2 separate regions of the Lactuca sativa genome follow, and region 2 is linked to region 1. A link is a contact called in public Hi-C data. All regions are on one chromosome and are shown on one strand. The core of a region is the stretch at or near the end of the contact, and the rest is flanking DNA. Distances in the headings are between cores, read along the strand shown. Region 1 holds the start of LOC111907281 (scarecrow-like protein 14). Region 2 holds the start of LOC111907280 (telomere repeat-binding protein 5).

Evidence for each region. Hi-C and Micro-C count contacts between places; a contact is called where the count stands out from the background.
Region 2: a Hi-C map of leaf shows a contact between it and region 1, with 3 times the contacts expected there. The contact joins the promoter of LOC111907280 here to the promoter of LOC111907281 in region 1. A contact is called at or near these places in 2 of 4 Hi-C or Micro-C datasets (both in leaf).

The regions. Positions count from the first base shown.
Region 1 is chr5:341,882,009-341,884,708 of Lsat_Salinas_v11, reverse strand. LOC111907281 (scarecrow-like protein 14) reads left to right here and starts at 1,408. Exons shown (of 3, transcript XM_023903066.3): 1 at 1,408-1,641; 2 at 2,030-2,700. The coding sequence starts at 2,049.
Region 2 is chr5:342,017,150-342,019,930 of Lsat_Salinas_v11, reverse strand. It overlaps LOC111907280 (telomere repeat-binding protein 5), which reads left to right and starts at 1,412. Exons shown (of 10, transcript XM_023903059.3): 1 at 1,412-1,985.

The DNA.
Region 1 (2,700 bases), core at 159-2,658:
TCTCTAAACCCTAATTTCAGTTTAGAATATGTTAGATCTAAGATTGTAAGTCTTGGATACATTGCATGTACAATAGAGAAATCTAATCCAAGCATTAGGGTTTGCATGAGCACATAGGATGTTCTTATAGCTAAAACCCATCAACACCAACATCTAGAAAATTCATCAAAGAAACAACTTGGGTGATTTATTCACTAAAACACTTCCTACATCCAAATGTGTAAAGATAGTGTGAAATATTAGTATGCAACACTTCAAGGAAATCAAGTGATGTGTCTATAGGGGGAGTTGGAAGCATATTACTTTTTCCTTAGCTAAGTTTTTTCCATAAGGTTTTCTTAGCAAAGTTTTTAACGAAATAATTATTTCCAATGTCTATTATTAATCATGTACCCTTTTTCATTAATAAGAGTTTTTTCCCATGAGATTTTACCTATAAAAGTTTTAACGACACATGATACAATCGTCATTCAAGGGGGAGTGTTATGAAATATTATTTAGTGAACGACCATTAGATTCCACATATTTTCTCATCTATATTCATCATTAGTGAACATTATAACAAACATTATTATGAATTTTACGAGTATAGCTGTCATAACATAATTTACTTTCATCATCTTTTATAAATATAAGACTGAACGGTATGGTGCTGATGAGACCACAATTCCACCTCATTAATGTTGACATTTTTGTCATTTTTGCTAGAAGCTAAAGTGTGGTGTTGGAAGACAAATATTGGCAAAAGATGGTAGAATGAGGAGAGTGAGAGAATGAATTTGAACGGCAAAAGAAGATAGAGAAATCAACAATAGTATGGCGCTAACATATTGCCGCCGACAAAAAAAGAATAAAATGTCGGTGTTTGTCGCAGACACTAGATGCCACGTCGGAATGATGACGACAAAAACGTCATGACATTGTTTAGCCTAAATAGTGAGTAATATGTATCGTAAATGTTTGTTTTTTTTATCACAAAGAATGAAATAAACTTCATGTCATCTCCAACTTTATTTTTTAATTTAGCTTTATATTTTATAATAGCATTTGCTTAGTTCATTGAAAGCATATATTCAGTGTTAGTTGGAATTTATTGCTTGTTTTGCTCTTACTTGCTAAAGTATTCCAAATTTTATAATATTCAGCCGTTCTAAATAAATCATTTAAAAAGCCGATTTGGGTAACAACTCACCAAGCTTGCTCAGGTTGTTTTTGTTAGTAATAGTATCCCAATAACCAAAGATACATTAACAACTTACATATAATTTAAAGAACCTTTAACAGATTTGTCTAGTTTAGCTAATTTTAATGTCATAAAATCCCGAGTTTATATTTATAATTTTTTTTTAAAGTAAAAATGCTACTTTTTAATAAATTAACCATAATCACTTTTTTTTTTTTTTATTTTTTTATTTTATGGTCAAAAGTTTGTTTGGTAAGATAAAGTGGCTCGATTTTTTTTTTAATAATGTTATCACTTGTTTTTTCTCGTCAACTAAGAAAGAGGAGGTCAAGTCAACAAAACCCACGAGGCCACGACTACAACCAAACACAACCACGATCGACTGCTGTAGCCGGTGTAGCCGACGTTCGAGTAAACTCACCTGCATTCTTGATTCTTCGTTGACACGGTTTATAAAGGTACACAACCAACTGCTCCCCATTTCACACCCCTTTCGTGGGAAAACTCTTTCTTCTTTGTTTCTCCAGATCTCATATTATCAGCCCTTCATCCAAACAACTGTTTCTATCTAGGTCTGTGATTTTTGCACTTAGTTCGCGTTAATTAGGTATTGATTCTTCTGTTTCTTATTACTAATTTTGACTGATTCGTTACTAATTAGATCCATCGCTGGATTTTAGGGTTTTTATGTCCTTTTTTATATACGGTCTTATATATGCGATGAGTTGCGTTGTTGAATTCGTACCGTTTTTCAGATGAACTATGCTTATTTCTGGTATATTGTTGTTTCTAGAAATTGTAGTTATAAACTTTGTCTAATTACTTTTTATTTATTTTATCCAGAAGTAGCGGAAACTAAGCATCGATGATTATGGAACCGCGGCATGATGAGTTCTCTGATTACATCAATAGTTTCTCTTTGGATGATGAGAGTATCCTGCCTATCTTTGGTCAGTCGCCAGGCCTTGCTAATGGATACCGATTCAGAGAAGAACCTTTAGATCTCAGCTTTTTAGAAGCTCCTAACAGGGAACCAAATTCTGGCCCCTATACTTCAGATTCCTCTTCACGCATGTCCACACAAGTAGACTCCCCCGATGACTTTTCAGATTGTGTTGTTAGGTACATAAACCAGATTCTCGTGGAAGAGGATATGGAGGCTAAACAGAGCATGTTTCATGACCCGTTAGCTCTACAAGCAACAGAGGAATCATTCTATGAAGCCCTTGTTGAGAAATACCCTCCTTCAAACGTTGAAATCCCCGAAGAGAACTTATTCAGTAGCGCAAGTGACTACAGTACAAACAGTAGCAACTCCAATGATTCTCAATGGCCTGGTGGTGATTCTCTTGAAGCCAAATCATCATCATTTCCACAAACACATTCTCTTGAATACCCTTTGTTGTCTTCGTTTGGCTCTACCACTAGCGTTACCAATGATGGTTTCAGCACATTGAATTCAATGGTAAACACACACATCATTGAAAACATATTCACTGATAACGAATCTATCTTAC
Region 2 (2,781 bases), core at 163-2,662, 140 kb before region 1:
GGGTTTTCACAAAAAATAATTTAACTCGGCACCTGACCCTATTAAGATATGGGTTGGTCGGGTGCGGGTTAATCGAGTTTCAGGTAAATAGGGTCGGGTTAGCCGGGTTAGTCGGGTTAATACACTAAACACTTAATTTAAACATAATATATATGTTTTTTTCAACAGTGCAATCTGATATAAACTTAAACCATTTTTTTTACTCTTTTCTTAACATAAAAAATGCATACAAATTGAAATAAATTAAAAATAAAAGTTCATGGACCTCATGGTTATTACAACATATGAGAAATCATGCATACCACAATAGCTAAAAAGAGTTCTTCCATTATAAATATTGAATAAATGAGCTTTCAATCTCTAGTTAACGATCAATATCATGTAGTTTATTCATGTTTATCGTTAGTTTAAAGTAAAAATAACTATCAAAATAAAATATTTACTTTCTCATCCGCTCCAGTACTTTTGAGATGTGGAGGTTTTGTATATTTTTTGACTCAACTTTACAAATGAGAGTTACTTGACCCTCGTATGTTTCTAGAGTCACAAAAATTTACATTTTCAAAGGGTTTGTAGTTTTTTTGTACTGTTCAAATAGAAAGCAGTGAAATATGTAAAAGTTGTGAATTCCTAACCGGATTATTCGGGTTGACCCGAAACCCAATTTTTTTTTTTGTAAAAATCAACCATAAACCCGACCCTAACTACAAATAAGGTTTGTCGGGCTAACCCGAATAACCTGATTTGAAATTCTAACCCTATTGAACCCGTCCCTAATTACCTTATTCGGGTTAGGGTCGGGTTCGGGTTTTTTTGGTACCCCTAGATATAATGGTAGATATCAAAACATTTTAGTAGTTGAATATGGTGATGAGTTGACACCCACCACTATAGTGATTAGTGATGAGTATAACCTTAGAAGAAAATATGGTGTAATTTTTATTTATCAACATAAATATATATTAATTTGTCCTCATAATAATACATTTCAAACTTTCACTCAATCACAATAATTAACTTGAAAAAGTAAACGGATATCACTATACACATGACAAAACTTAAAAGCTCTGGATTTTTTATTTTTTTATTAAGAATAAAGTTGAAAATATGATGTCCATAGAATAATATGGTCATAAATTTAAGCAAAATGGGTCAACATTAGTTTCTTTTTTTGGTAATAAAATTGGGCATAGAGTGGATTGTGGTAAGGCTTTTGTCTAAAAATAGAAATTTCAATTCAAATGGATGTCTGAAAGTGAAAATAACCGTGACAGTAAATTACAAAACCACCCTTGCTCCCTTCGTGACCCAACGTTTTTCTCGATCTCACTAATGCTCTCACAACCATAGGATTCTCTGTTCCTCTCCACGTGGCACCATCTGGCAGTATGTCGGAGGCTTGTGTGGGTCACCTTGTTGCGTAGAACCGGTCTTATAGGGGGTGTGTGTGTGTAACCTGCTCTCGCCGGTAACCACTTGGAGCCTTTTACCGATCCATTCGGTAACAAGGGTCAATGAGTATAAACAGCTGGGGGGTTTAAGGCCATCGTTGGGTGGTTTTCAGAGGGTTTTTGTTTTTGTTTTTGTTCTGGTTCATGTTCATGTTCTTTCGATCGTTATATTTCAAGGATTTGTAGAGAGAGAGAGAGAGAGAGAGAGAGAGAGAGAGAGAGAGAGAGAGAGAGAGAGAGAGAGAGAGAGAGAGAGAGAGAGAGAGAGAGCGAAATTGAAAGAAGAGATTTAATTTGGAAGAAGAGATTGCGTTTCAAACAACATTATGTGGCGATGAGAAGACTGATCAAGAAAAGGGAAGAGGAAAAATTCTTCCTTTTTTCTAATGGGTTCTGTTTGATCGATGAAAAGTTTGTGAATTTGGGTTTTACGGTTTGAATTCTCTGGGAATTTTCCGATCTTCCAGAATTTGTTGTCCGGAATCTGAAGAAAATGTTTGGTGAATTATTGGCAAAATCCCGGGGGTATTAAAGGTGTTTATTGAAACAGAACTTAAACTTTGATGAATTTCTTGACTTAAACTCAATCTTAATCGGTGAATGTGTTCTTATTATTCTCGATTTTTGATTCTGGTTGGTGCGATCTGACGTGTTATGTGTAGAATTTGTTTATTTTCGTTAGTAATTTCTGGTTATACGACGCGATCGATAAATTCTTCTTCTTTACTGATCATGGTGTTTGTTTCTTGATTGATTGATTTTTTTAATTATTCCATTTTTTTATTCTTTTTTTATTATTTTGAGTTTAAGACGATTTTTATGCAATTGTAAGTGTCGTTTATGTGTTCGTATAAATGTCTCTATGCTTCTATCTTCTTCAGGGTTTTGTAAGGGTTTTGAATTTCCTTATGCCCTTTTCGTTTCTGCAATTTTTAACTTCGGTTTCTTTTTTCAACACTCCTCTTAGAATTCTAATTTCACGAATTGAGAAATACTGTGGGGTTTTAGAGCTTTTATGGATATGAAATATTGAAATGTTATTCTTACAGAAATATTGGTGTGTTTTGGTTTTACTAATTTGATCCATTCACTTATGTAGTTGTTAATGCATATATGATTGATTTTAGATATTTGAATCCTTTTTTAATATGTTAAAAAAGTGCTTTCGATCATTCTTTTCATCTGATCTCAGGGATCTTGAATTCATTCATTAGAATAGGTTATTGTTACCTTTTCGGTTTCAAGAATCTTTAAATCTATACATGGGCCATTATAAATCGTTACCTTTTTTGTATCCAAGATCATGAAAAAGTTTCCCAATTTGGAGTAG